Regions from separate parts of the Sus scrofa genome. Here regions 1 and 2 are each linked to region 3. Evidence: chromatin contacts called from public Hi-C and promoter capture Hi-C data. All regions are on one chromosome and are shown on one strand. The core of a region is the stretch at or near the end of the contact, and the rest is flanking DNA. Distances in the headings are between cores, read along the strand shown. Region 1 holds the start of FDFT1 (farnesyl-diphosphate farnesyltransferase 1). Region 2 overlaps LOC106508068 (a long non-coding RNA gene). Region 3 holds the start of CTSB (cathepsin B).

Region 1 (4,710 bases), core at 838-3,337, 58 kb after region 3:
CCACTCAGTTCTGGGATGTTACTCAGTGAAAACCAACTGACACTCTGAGATAACAGACTTCCAGAGCTTTAGCCAGTGCCTGGCACAGAGCACAGAGAACTCAATAAATAGTGTCTATTAATATTATTACCGCTATTAATTTGATCATCTCTCTATATAATCTTATAATCTTGTTCACCTGTCAAATTACTGTTCCAAAAACATTGCTTTGATCATGTCATAGTCTTGCATGCAACCACTGCCTGTTTTACTGAATTCAGTACAGCCCCTGGCTTCCTACAGGTACTCACTGAACTTTGCTCTTCTAACTGGAGTCCCCAATTCCAGCCAGGCTGGTTTCATTACATACACACACACAGAGCTCAGTCCTAACTACATGACTTGGCTCACATTGGCTTTTCCTACTGATCTAAAACTAGCATCTCTTCAAAGCCCTACAGCATACAAAGTGCTTTTCCTGTGTTTTCTGAAAACTCTTTGCTGGAAAACATTTCCTCTTCACTAAAATGTCCTGAAATGTGAATGTACTTTAAATTACTTGACACTTCCTAGGTGATCTTTCATACACCTGTTCTCCATCAGACTAGGAGCCACTAAAGGGATAGTTTCCAGGTGTGTCCATCACACAAAGTATGTTCAACTTTTAGCTGAATCTGGATGATCTTCCGCTGAATGTGACTCAGTGGCCTGTCTCCTCAATGGCAAGCAGCATGATAGGGTCAGGAGAGGGAGCTCTGGAAATCAGACTGCCAGGGTCAATGGCCACTGAACAGCTGTGAGAAGACCTCAGGTAATAATTAGCCTCTCTATGCCTGTTTCTTCATCTACAAACGCAGGAAAAATAATAGTAGCTTTATTACATTTTATCGACCTGACAAGATAATGAGCTCTCTGGGTGTCTTATTTATCTATACATGTCATTCTGCCATGCTGCAACCCGTATAATACCTAAATACAGAACAGGTGTTTAATAAATGGCTGCTAAATAGTCAACAGAGGTGGAGGCTAGTCAACAGATGGAGGCTAGACTTGAAGGATGAGGATTCTAAGTTACGAGATAATAGGAAAACTTTTCTTTCCGATGGAAAACGTAAATGTTTTAATAAAGGACAACAACTAAGAGTAAATTTAAACAAAGAACAGTATTTGTGGTATTTCCATTGGGAAAAATAATTCAGAACTCTTGCTATAACCCACTAATTTGGCTGAATGTGTCTATTCATTCAATAATCACTTAAGAATAATTTTTTCTTGTTAGAATAAATACCTTTGTAAGCATTCACTTAACAAAGGGTACACGAGTGAGGCAGATGAAACATAAACAAAACCAAGTCCGGCCGTGAGCTGCCAGTAGTGTAGCTAATCAACATACATAAAGACAACAAGGAAGCACTTGCAAGAGCAGATACCACGTTCCAAAAAAACTGAGGGAGCTCTGAGGAGGAAGGCATGGATCCTGCTGATCAGAGGAAGAAGTTTATGGAGGAGATGGTGTAACTGAAAAATGGAAGGATGAGTAAGGTTTCATTCCAGAAGAGGTATTCGTGACAATATCTGCATAGTTCATGACGTTCACAAAATCCTCTCACACGTCCTCTACCCATGTAGTCTCAGTTTTGCAACCCACGTATTTAGAACACAGAAAAATATCAATGCTCGGGGACAGAACGAAATTAGAAGCAAAACTACCTGAAGAGCAATGTCTTAAACGAGCAGAAACATTTTAAGCAGCAAGACCACTTGGTGAGGACGCCTAGGGGACCAAGGTCAGCCAGGCCGGATGTTGGATTACGGGGAGCGGACCCAGGCTGGGCGGGTGGGGCTGCCTGACAGGGCAGGGGTCTGCTCCTCAGAGGGAAGGAGAGAGTCCGAGGCTTCTGGCAGCGCTGGCTGCAGCTCTCGATTTGGGGTCGGATCAGCCAGGCCCGGAAGCCGACCGTCCAGCGCAGCCTCCCGGCTCCGCCAGGGTGCAGAGATGCTCGGCCCACCTGATTCATCTTGGGTATCACCTTCCGCCGGCCCCCCATCTGGAAGCGCAGCAGATTGTAGAACTCCTCGGGGTGCCCCAGGCACTTCACGAACTCCATGCTGCTGGCAGCGGCCAACTATCCGAAATCTGGTCTCACCTCGAGGATACCTCGGGCTGGCACCGGTCCGCACTTAACCAAGCATTAAGCGAAGGAGGCGCGGCGGGAGGGCGGGGCTGGCGTGGCGGGCCCCGAGAAACGGCGCCACGCCCACTTCCCCTCCAACCTCCACCGGCCTCCGGCTCTCGCGCCGCAGCCTGTGGGCTCGCGGGGTGGACTGACGGGCGCTGATTGGCCAGGGCCGCTCGCACCAGGAAGATGCTGGCCAATCGGCGGCAGGATGAGTCTGGCGTGAGGACCACATCCTAGAGGCTAATTGGAGGGTGAGAAAGAGGAGGAGGGGTGAGATTGGCATTCCTGGTGGGGGCGGGCCCTTGTTATCTCCGCCTATCCTGCCCAGAGCCAGATCTGCTCAGCCTCTAAGCGGAACTAAGTTCCTTAGAGGTTCTCTTGGCCAATGTCCGCTAGGATTTTGTTAATAAGCTGAATGCTTGTTTGCCCTGCTGGCCAAATCAGTTCTTCCTGGAGAGAAGCCAAGACTCACTGTGGGTGGGATCGGCCTGAGGCTTCCGAGCATCCAAATTTAGTTCCCAAAATGGATTTGAAGCGTTTCTTCGACCCTTCCGAAGGTGATGAGGAAAATTTTATCTCTATTCTAAATCTCTCACAAGCCCAGGAAACTGCTTGCTCTCCCAGCCGTTAAATTTATATTAACACAGCAACCAGTGATCCTTTTTAAAATTAATGTCAGATCGGGATCACTGCCTGAAAACCCCCGCAATGTCTCACCAGTTCACTTAGTAAAGGTCAAAGTCCCTAGGAGAGGCTTACAATCACTGCCTGTGGAGCCTTCTATCCCCATTGCCTCTCTCACCCCCATTTTTAATCCCTTTCTCCACCGCCCCAGGGAGGGGGTGGTGTGCAGTGGCTCAATGTAGGATCTCAGTTCCCTGACCAGGGACTGAACCCCAGCTGCAGCAGTGAAATCGCTGAGTCCTAACCACTCTACCGCCAAGGAACTCCACATAATAATGCAACACTTTGCTGTCCCCCACAAGTGGCAGACTTAACCTATCCTAACAACTTTCTCACTGAACCTGCAAAAGGCACTAACAGTCTCCCAGTGGCCTAATTATATATAAAATACAGATGTCATCCCTAACCTCTCTCTGCTCTCCCTACATCCACCCTTTGGAAGTCATTCATGCGTTCTCTGGAGTCCAAGAAACAAACGTCTCTCATATTTTTTTGGCTGCCTCGCGGCATTTTGAGTTCCCAGAGCCAGAGATCAGATCCGAGCCACAGCTGCCACCTATGCCCACAGCTGTGGCACCTCGGGATCCCCCAACCCTCACTGGCCAGGCTGGTGATCAAACCTGTGTCCTGGCACTGCAGAGACGCCGCTGATCCCATTGCACCACAGCGGGAACTCCTAAACATCTCTCGTCTTAATCTCTCTTCTCCATCAAGGTTCAAGCCCCAACTTCTCTCCCAAACTATTTTAAGATCAGCTTCCCATCTCTCTCCATCCATTCCCTTGTGATAGCTCAAGTAACTGTATCTAAAACACACACTTGATTATTTCACTCTTGCCTACCGTCTTTTCATTTCAAATTCCATAAAAGAAATCCCTTTCAAGATAAAATCAAGGCCCCCTTATGCTACGCTGAGCCAGCGCCTGGGCCTGGAATGGGGCCACAGCCACAGCTGAGCCGGCCGCCTCCCACTGCGCCCGGGTCATGGACCCCCACAAAGTGAGCAAACTTCTAGCCTTCATGAAAATGTGTAAGCAGGACCCCAGCGTTCTGCACACTGAGGAAATGCGCTTCCTGAGGGAGTGGGTGGAGAGCATGGGGGGTAAAATACCACCTGCTACTCATAAAACTAAATCAGAAGAAAATACCAAGGAAGAAAAAGCAGATAGTAAGAAGGTGGAGGAAAACATAAAGACAGATGAACCCTCAAGTGAGGAAAGTGATCTGGAAATTGACAATGAAGGTGTGATTGAACCAGACACTGATGCTCCTTAGGAAATGGGAGATGATGGATCAGGCAAATGATAAAAAAGTAGCTGCCATCAATGCCCTAAATAATGGTGAACTACAGAAAGCCATTGACTTGTTCATAGATGCCATCAAGCTAAATCCTCATTTGGCCATTCTGTATGCCAAGAGAACCAGTGTCTTCATCAAATTACAGAAGCCAAATGCTGCCATCTGAGACAGTGACAGAGCTATTGAAATAAATCCTGATTCAGCTTAGCCATACAGGTGGCCAGGGAAAGCACACAGACTTTTGAGCCATTGGGAAGAAGCAGCCCATGATCTTGCCCTTGCCTGTAAGCTGGATTATGATGAAGATGCTAGTGCAATGCCAAAAGAAGTTCAGCCAAGGGCCCAGAAAATTGCTGAACATCGGCGAGAGTATGAGCAAAAACGAGAAGAGTGAGAGATAAAAGAAAGAATAGAAAGGCTTAAGAAGGCTCTGGAAGAACATGAGAGAGCCCAGAGGGAGGAAGAAGCCAATCAGGAGCTCAGTATGGTTCTTTTCCAGGTGGCTTTCCTGGGGGAATGCCTGGTAATTTTCCTGGAGGAATGCCTAGAATGGGAGGAATGCCTGGGCT
Region 2 (4,490 bases), core at 1,216-3,715, 39 kb before region 3:
GTGAGTTTCCCTGTAAAATGGGCACACTGACCAATGCCCTGCTCATCTGAGAGGGAAGACAGATCCCAGGCAAGGATGTACTTTTAACATTGTTATATGCTCACTCAGCGTAAAGAATTATTAATATCTCTTAATGGCTTGAATAAACATGTCATGAAAGAAGGTATCTGGATGGCCAGTAAACACATGATAAGATGATTAACATGTCAGTCATCAGTCATTAAAACCACGATGAGACACCACTGCCCAACCACTGGAATATTACACTGAAGAAGGACCACACTAAGTGCTGGTGAGGATGTGGAAAACCTGGAACTCTCACACTGCTGGTGGGAGTGTAAAAAGTTACAGCCACTTTGAAAAACAGTTATGGTTCCTTTAAAAATTCAGCATACACCTAATGTGACCACACCATTCCGCTTTTAGGTATTTACTCAAGAAAAATTATAATAAACATTCACACAAAGACTCGCACTCAAATGTTCATAGCAGCTTTCTTTACAATAGCCAAGAAATGGAACCAGACCAAACTTCCACCATGATGAGGGAATAAATCAAATTATGATCTATTCAATGGAATAGTACTCGGCAATAAAAAAAGAGTGAACACGTACCTACATAGGCAAATCTCCAAATAAGAAGCCAGATAAAAAGGAGCCCATACTATACAATCCTGTTATATAACATTCTGGAAAATGTAGTTGAGTCTGTAGTTAGAGCAAGATCAGTAGTTGCCTGGAGGTGGGGACAGAGAGAAAGCAGAGGGCAGGATTATGAAGGGGGACAAGAAAACTTTGGGGAAAAGGTGGATGTTTTCATTGTTTTGATAAATGTGATGGTTTTGTGGTACATATTCATAGGTCAAAACATCAAAGAGTATATGTTAAATATATGCAGTTTATTGTATGTCAATTATACCTCAATAAAACTGTTAAAATTGTTTAATTTTTTAAAGGGAGCAAACTTTTTTTTTTTTTTGGTTTTTTAGGGCTGTACCTGCAGCATATGGAAATTCCCGGGCTAGGGGTTGAATTGGAGCTGCAGCCGCCGGCCTATGCCACAGCCCCAGCAATGCCAGATCCAAGCTGAGTCTATGACCTATACCACAGCTCACAGCAGAATCCTTAACCCCCTGAGTGAGGCCAGGGATCAAACCCTGGTCCTCGTGGATATTAGTCAGGTTCATTACCACTGAGCCACAGTGGGAACTCCTAAGGAGGAAACCATTGCTACACATAATAAGATGGATGAGCAGGAGTTTCTGTTGTGGCTCAGTGGTAATTAACCTGACTAGCATCCATGAGGACCAAGGTTCCATCCCTGGCCTCGCTCAGTGGGTTAAGGATCCCGCATTGCTGTGAGCTGTGGTGTAACTAGGGTCTGGCATTGCTGTGGTGTAGGCTGGTGGCTATAGCTCCAATTTGACCCCTAGCCTGGGAACTTCCATATGCTGCAGCTGCAGCCCTAAAAAGACAATCAATCAATAGACAGTGAGAAAGCCTGGGTGTGGGACATTTTGATCATTCTGTTAGTCTGTCAGCAAGTTTCTTGACCTTCTAAGATGGATAAAACACAGAACTGATAAAAGAGTTTAAAAAAAAATAGGCGATTTTCAAAATCATTCTGTTCAATGAAAGGAGCCAGACATAAAAGAGAATGTACCTTGTGATTCCATTAATATAAAATTCTTAACCTGTTATGGAAAATAATCTATAAAAGAATAGTTAGATACTGTAAAACTGAACCACTTTGCTGTATACCTGAAACTAACACAACATTTCAAATCAACTATATTTCGATAAAAATTTTTTTGAAAAACCAAAAAAATGAAACTCAACATTGGAAACTAATACTCAGTAACAAATAGCTTATCAGTGGTTGCCTGTGGTTACAAAGGGGCATAAGGGAAGTCTGAGGGTGATGCAAGTATTAGATATCTTTGTAATGGTGATGGTTTCATTGATGTAGGCATATATCAAAACTCATCAGCCTTATTACTGATATGGAGGGTGTTCTAGTGGTCCATATAGAAGATCAGACCAGCCACAATATTCCCTTAAGCCAAAGCCTAATCCAGAGCAAGACCTTCACTCTCTTCAATTCTAGGAAGGCTGAGAGGTGAGGAAGCTGCAGAAGAAAAATTTGAAGCAAGAGGTTGGTGCATGAGGTTTAAGGTAAGAAGCCATCTCCATAACAACCAAGTGCCAGGTGAAGCAGCACGTGCTGATGTAGAAGCTTCAGTAAGTTACCCAGCAGATCTAGCTAAAATAATTCATGAAGGTGGGAATGCAGTAGGGAAGAACCTTTGTATTCTATTACAAGCAAATCACTAAAGGGATGTTGCCTATAAGCCTAAATTATACATAATGGCCCACCTCTGGGAACCCTGCCTCCCAGGTAGTGAGTGTTAAGCTAAAAGACCTTTGCTCACCCCACTGGAAACAGCCTAACCAGGCCCACCTGGGAGTGGCTGCAGGAGGAAGAGGTTACCACCCCCTTCCCCAGTCTGGCCGGAACCGGAACCAGGACTTCACCCCATGCCCCTTTTAGCCTTTTAGTATGAGAGAAGCCTGAGCTCTAACTCGGGAAGATGGCTGTCTAGAATGCTGACCTACCATCTCGTTGGTCTGCTGGCTTTCCAAAAAAGGCGCCATTCCTTGCCCCAACAACTCCTCTGTTTATTGGCCTGTTGTGCAACAAGTATGCACTTGGTAACAAATTTTGGTGAAGCCACTAGGAGCCTGGCTGCTTGTGGCCAGAGAGCCCTGGATTGGTATTTTGGGGTAAGGCCCTGGCGGCTGCGGGGACCACTTGTGTTGAGGCTCTTCCCTTCAAAATTCCCTGAAGTGGCACCAGCTGTCCCAGGGCATGGCAGTTGGAAGGAGGAGTCGACACCAGCCAGCAGATGGGCTCCATGCAGACGGGTAAGTTGCTTCGGTGTGTACAGGTGGAAATGTTATTCCTTTCTGTTTGGGGTGGGGCTTTTTTTATCCTCCTCCGGAATTAGCCAGTTTTCTTGTATTTGAGTGAGGTACCCTCTTGGAGAGAGGAAATAATTGCTGGACTTTTATCCTATTTGTGAACTGATTCATTTGTTTCTTTGGTTGTTAGCATTTGTGTGTGACATTTGTATTTTGTCTGTCTTGTATTTCTGTCTTTTAAAAACTGGGAAATATTTCAACTATCCCTAAAGAAAGCCCTCCAGGTGCATTTTGGATAAGTGATCTGTTTACAGCTATGAACCCCTGGGTGAGAGAAAGATGATATTTTATTGTAATGATGTGTGGCCACAGTACCTGTTAGGATCTGCCCAAGGGGTTTATCCGGGGTTACCTCGGGATCCTGTGCACCAGGTATTGTCACCTTTGATGTGTTATTTACATTGTTTACAATCTCCTGAGTCATTGGCCTGGCCAAGGAATCACATTGCATGGGGTTGAGTTGATGGTTCTTGTGACATGTAAAACCCCAAGTCTAAACTTGAGGGTTTATTTAGGGTTCTCTGTTTGTTCTTTTGGTTTTTCATTTCATTTCGTTTCGATACCACTTCTCCATTTACAGACCGATGTCAAATGGAGAAAAGAAACAACAACAACAAAAACATGTCTGTTCCAGTTCAAAAGTGGGGCATTCCCAGGGAGAAAAGAAAGGTTCCATTTAGTTCTTAAAATCACCATAAGCTCCATTCCAGAATTCAGCCAGGTTGGTTGATGCCAAGGCAAAAAGGTACCCTTTCAATGGTCAGGGATGATCAACTGCTATTTATGGTTTTATGGTGGCCTTTGAATGGCTCTATAGCTGCTCTGTGAAGAAGTGGGTAAGAATGATGAAATCCTCTGTGTGCAAGCCTTTGTGCTAGTACAGCAGGGTAGGGAAAAGTCATACAGTTGTCACCTTGTAGTAAAAGAAACCCAAGGGAAAATCTGTCAGTAGGTTAAGGACCGACATTGTCTCTGTGAGGATGTGGGTTCAATCCCTGGTCTCACTCAGTGGGTTAAGGATCTGGCATTGCCACAAGCTGCAGCATAGGTCACGGGTGCAGCTCAGATCTGGTGTTGCTGTGACTGTGGTGTAGACTTGAGCTGCAGCTTCAATTCAACCCCTGCCCTGGGAACTTCCATATGCTGTAGGTGCCGGTGTAAAAAGAAGGAGGAGAAGGAGGAAAGGAAATGTCATATAGGAAGAAAAGATGGGGGATGGGGGTGAGTCTATGTCACTCCAACTTCTGACCAAGGTGGCTATCCCAGCTGCTCCAGCCACCGTGCCAATATATCCACACCTTCCACCGCCTCCTGTTCCTATCCAGCCCCAGTTCCCACACTGGGGCTCAGGAGGTGGCGAGACTGGTTCCCCCTCCTTATAGGGATCAACTAGAAAATCCTGTGTTAGTTTCTGGGGCACAGGGGCCTGGTCTGGTATCACCACCTGAGACCTGACAAGGCATCTAGTTTGCCACTCTCTGCACAGGGCAATTTCCCTTAAGTCATTAT
Region 3 (4,747 bases), core at 942-3,441:
TTCTTTTGGGCCACTCTGAAGCATATGGAGTTCCCCAGAATTAAACCTGCGTCCCAGGGCTCCCAAGACGCTGCCAATCCTGTTGTGCCACAGTGGGGACTCCCTCACACTCTTATTCTTAACTGGGATCAAAGAGATGCAACTACATGTGTCTGGAAAGCTCTCTGAAGGGTCCTGGCAGGCACAAGGACTGTGTCACAGCTCATGGCCAGGCATGTGCAAGGATGCAGCAGATATCCAGGAAGTTCCAGACCTTACAGCTTTCTTATTACCAGGAGCACCAGGGTAAATTGCCAGACGTTCCTGAGCCCCTGGAATAAAACTAGGATCATACCTACCTTGCAAGATTTTCATGAGTATTGGAAACATCTGGGGATTCATGGAGTGGGGTGGGTCTTGAGCCACCACCACCCCAACCATCTCCATCACCCTTTACAGGCACTCCTCTTGCCCCCACTCTCAAGTAAACTCCAACAGTGTGTGCTTGCTGTGTACATCTTCTTCAGGACAGACCTCCTGGCACCACCATTTCAGATTTCTGCCTCTCAGGCCCTTCTCTATAGAAATTCCTACCAGCTGTTGAAATTAGTGGTAATTAAATAACTTTCTATTTCTTATTTCATTTTTTTGATCTGCTCCTTTAAAAAAACGTATTGGAGTATGTTGACTTCCAAAGTTGTGTTTCAGGTATACAGCAAAGTAAATCAGTTATACATATACACATATACATTCCTTTTGAGATTTTCCCAGGAGTTCCTGTTGTGGCTCAGTGGTACGGAACCTGACCAGTATCCTTGACGATGCGAGTCCAAGCCCTGGCCCCACTCAATGGGTTAAGGATCCGGCCTCTGCCTTGAGCTGTGGCATGGATCAGGGACACAGCTTGAACCTGTGGCATAGGTGGGCAGGGCAGCTGCGGCTCCCATTAGACCGCTAGCCTGGGAATGTCCATATGCTGCAAGGGCAGCCCTAAAAAGAAAAAATTCACAGATTCTTTTCCCATATATCTCTATACAGTATTGTGTAGATATCCCTCTGCTATAAAGTATGTCCTTGTCACCTTTCTATTTTATACACAGTAATGCATATATGTCAATCCCAATTTCCTATTTTATCCCCCCCCACCTCTCCTTTGGTAATCAGAGACTCAAGATTTTCAAAGCAAATTGTTTTGTAAGTTCTTTTGTATCATTTTTTATTAGATTCCACATATTAGTGATCTCATATATTTCTTTCTCTGACTTCACTTAGTATGGTCATTTCTAGGCCCATCCATGTTGCTGCAAATGGCATTTTTCATTCTTTTTTTTTTTTAATGGCTGAGTAATAGTCCATTGCATATATGTATCACATCTTTTTTTCGCCCACAGCTGCATCTGCGGTATATGTAAGTTCCAGGCCAGGGACTGAATCCGAGCTGCAGCTGCATCAGCCCTGGATCCTTTACCCACTGTGCTGGGCTGGGATCAAAGCCGTACCTCCAGAAGGACCCAAGCTACTGCAGTCAGATTCTTAACCCACTGCACCACAGCGGGAACTCCCACACTATGTCTTCTTTAGCCAATCCTCTATTCATAGACATTCAGGTTACTTCCATGTCTTGGCTATTGTAAATAGTGCTCCAGTGAACACTGGGGTGCATGGTATCTTTAGGATGGTTTTCTGGATACAGGCCCAGGAGTGGGATTGCTGGATATGGTAGTTCTATATTTAGTTTTAGCTACCGCTTAAAAATTCTTACATATCTAGAACATCTGATAGGCACATTCAAGCTAACAGCCTTTTAAGGCTCTTCTGGGAGGCCTGCTGTCATGACACCCCCATCTGTGGCAGTGGTTTCTGAATGAATGAAATAAGGAACAGCTGTCCCAAGCAGGGATCCGTGTCCTCTGCTGCGCTGGGCCCAGACCCCCTCGGCCCCAGGGAATTTCTCCAGGAGGGGTGACCCTCTCCCTCTCAGGCCCACCTCGCGTGCCCTTCCGCTCGCAGAACGCAGAACTTGGGGCACTGAGGGGTACAGGCGGATGAGGAAGGTTCTGAGCCCTTCCCAGGCTGCTGGGGACCCGGTGGGGGCGGGGCGCGGCGCCAGCTGCCCTGGTCACGTGGCGAGTCAGGCGGAGGAGGGCGCGGGCGGGGCCTGGTGCGGTACTTAGCGCGGGGGCGGCTCTGGGAAGCTAAGGCGGCTGGCTGTTCGGGCGTCAGAACCTGCCCGAGCGCTCGGAGGCTGCAGACCTAGGCCCTCGGCGGCGGCGGCGGCGGAGCGCGGTGAGTGCGTACGGATGCGGTGCCCCCCCGGCGGAAGTGACCTGGGGCAGAGGGATGGGGAGACCGGCTGGCTTGTACCTCTGCCGGGCCCCGGCGGTGTCCCAGGGCCGGCGGAAACGGAGAGGCGAGCTGGGCGGCCCCCGCGCACTCCCGGTCGTGGCTCTGGTGAGAAGAGCAAAAACAACCCCCACGCATGCGGCCGGACCCCACCCCAGCTCCGGCTGTGTTCGGACCCCGGGCCGGCCTGACCGCGGTGTCGGGCCGGGGTGAGGGGTGGGGTGGGGCAGTACGGCGGGGCTGGGCAGTTTGCGGGGGAGCCCGAGGGAGGAGCCTGCGAGGAAAAGCTCAGCCCCGACCCACTGACTTTCGGCTGCACCCCGGGAGCCGCTTGTGAGCTGCTGGGCCTCAGTTTCCTCAGCAAATTGCTGAGTGGATATTATTTGCCTGCGTCCGCTTTAGATGTTTTCTTTTTCCAAAAGGGTTTTCCCCGGGCAGCTTGTTTGCACAACTACACACGGTTCCAGGGTCCCCAGAAGACAGAAATTGGGAAGCTGGAACCTGGCCCTGGGTGGGGCAGGGTGGGACCCACCGGAAGAGTTAAATCCTTGGGTGGGAGGAGAAACTGGGGCGGGGGGGGGGGACAGGAGACTGTAGGGCCCGGGACCCTGGGGGAGTGGAGGGGAGAGGGGTGCAGACTCTGTTCCTGGACTGCTAGGGAAGGGAAATCCGCTTGGGCCCATGGTGCTGTGGGGGAGGGGAAGGCAGGGCAGAGTCCTTGGGCATCGCCTCCTCCCTCACTTAATGACCCTGGAAGCCTGGGAGAAGGAGCGTCTTAGGGTGGCTGAGTTTGGGGAGTCAGCGGGCTGTCCAGGTAGACGTGAGTTGGATTTGCTTGCGTAATGGGCCCCAATCCCGTCCCCAGGGACTGAGGAGGCCGGTTGGCTGGTGTGGGGAGGACAGTAACTCATACGCGGGGGCGGGGGTGGGGGTGGGGTGTTCAAAGGGAGACCTTTGGAAAGCCTGATCCTCAGCTGTCTCCACTAGAGGGGAATGCAGCTGAAGGGCGTTCACCTCAGTTGAATCTATGGATGCAGAGCCCTAAGAGGAAGAGCCTTAGAAGGATGTCTGGTTCGGTAAAGGCTACTTTCCTTTTCTCCCTGACATCCTTAACTTCATGGAGAATTGTTTCCTGTTGGCGCTGGTGATGGTGACCTAGTGCCTTTAAGCTCTGTAGAGATCAGGGGCTGGGCTGCCTTCACTCTGTGTGACTTTCTCAAAGAGTTGAAGGCATCTGGCGAAAGGATTCGCCCCAACCTATTGGGGGCATTGGTCCCAGAGCTGGGGTGCTGCTGAGTGGAAAGGTGCAGATCCCTTACCTGGGGGCTTCACAGGCCCAGGGGCAGTGCCGGCCAGACATAGCCCTGGCTCCACGTACCTCCCATGATGCTGGGTCAGGACAGCCCTGTTTCTGAACTGGTCAGGTGGTGAGGGTAGAAGCCCTTAGGCTCCAGGAACACCTGCCTCCTGCTGATTCACCAGCTTGAACTGAGGTCCTCCTTGTAGACTGGCCCTTTCCCTGGCTACTAGCCCTGGGAGTTGGAGTAGGAAGTCACACACAGTTTAGGGCTAAGAGAGATCTTGTGTTACCATGGGCATTTGGGTTGAGAAGTGAAAGAAGATCACTTTCAGGTGAATCCTGGAACATCTCTTGGGTGGTTTTCTTAAATGTGGGGATGAGTTGTGGTTGTGTTTAAATATCCCTGTCCTTAGGAGAGAAGGACTCAGTGTCTGCTGCTTGTTTTTGTTTTTTATCTTGACATAAAGTACTGGAAACATGGGAGGTCAAACTATAAAGCAATGGAAATCTTGTAGGTCAAGGAGGATTGTGATTGGACACTTGGATGTCATTTAGCTTCCTGTGTAGAGCTGTCAGGGTTGAAAGTAGTTGATGAATCTAGTTGAGGCACATGCAGGTGGAGGCCACTGGGAAGCAGTCTATGCCTGGTCTCCTGTCCTCCTCTCAGCTCATGCTGCCCAAGCAAGGGAGGGTGGAGAGACTCCTGACTCCTTCCATGGCTGGAATGTTCCCATCCCACCTAGCTTGGGCCGGAGGGGAATCCAGGGATCAATTGTCATTAAATATTTAGACTTAACCAATCCCATATTAAAGCTCAGGCCTCATCCCCATCCCTTTTTCACAGTGCTCAAGGACTGGGGTGGGGAGGAGGGGCTTCCCAGCAGGAGTGCCTTCCCTCCTGGCTACAGCTCTGTTCTGCAGGCAGCAACTTTCAGCTTCTTTGCTCTTCAAGTCTTACTGATGGCTGAAGGACTCCAGTCTGCTCATCTCTTTATAATTTTCCTGCATGGTTGGGGTTGATTTTTTTTTTCCTGTTTTTTTAATACTTTGTATCAGCCCATGAATAATGTGATTAAAATTGACCAACTGTATTCCACGTGTATCCTTTTCACTTGTGTCTGTGAG

The links. Promoter capture Hi-C pulls out the DNA fragments that hold promoters and counts their contacts. A called contact is a pair of places that touch in the nucleus more often than the background predicts.
Region 1: a contact with region 3 is called in a promoter capture Hi-C map of fetal liver, with 2.5 times the contacts expected there. The contact joins the promoter of FDFT1 here to the promoter of CTSB in region 3. A contact is called at or near these places in 1 of 5 promoter capture datasets (fetal liver), 6 of 47 Hi-C or Micro-C datasets (embryonic fibroblasts, fetal liver, heart right ventricle and 2 more) and 2 of 2 datasets of contacts at active chromatin or transcription factors (alveolar macrophages and skeletal muscle).
Region 2: a Hi-C map of fetal liver shows a contact between it and region 3, with 1.6 times the contacts expected there. The contact joins the enhancer-like site here to the promoter of CTSB in region 3. A contact is called at or near these places in 2 of 5 promoter capture datasets (fetal liver and liver), 26 of 47 Hi-C or Micro-C datasets (alveolar macrophages, blood, embryonic fibroblasts and 12 more) and 2 of 2 datasets of contacts at active chromatin or transcription factors (alveolar macrophages and skeletal muscle).

Annotation. Positions count from the first base shown.
Region 1 is chr14:14,973,636-14,978,345 of Sscrofa11.1, reverse strand. It overlaps FDFT1 (farnesyl-diphosphate farnesyltransferase 1), which reads right to left and starts at 2,087. Exons shown (of 8, transcript NM_001167648.1): 1 at 1,989-2,087. The coding sequence starts at 2,087. It also overlaps the pseudogene LOC100623855.
Region 2 is chr14:15,072,101-15,076,590 of Sscrofa11.1, reverse strand. It overlaps LOC106508068 (a long non-coding RNA gene), which reads left to right. Exons shown (of 3, transcript XR_002338631.1): 3 at 2,107-2,252. It also overlaps the pseudogene LOC110256701. Among named protein-coding and RNA genes, the nearest start is that of DEFB136, 36 kb to the left of the region's middle. Within about 2 kb of position 2,465, at least 1 of the 83 cell types and tissues checked has an H3K27ac peak or open chromatin away from gene starts, as enhancers often do. A contact at or near this core is called in fetal liver, where this site is marked.
Region 3 is chr14:15,032,195-15,036,941 of Sscrofa11.1, reverse strand. CTSB (cathepsin B) reads left to right here and starts at 2,191. Exons shown (of 10, transcript NM_001097458.1): 1 at 2,191-2,265.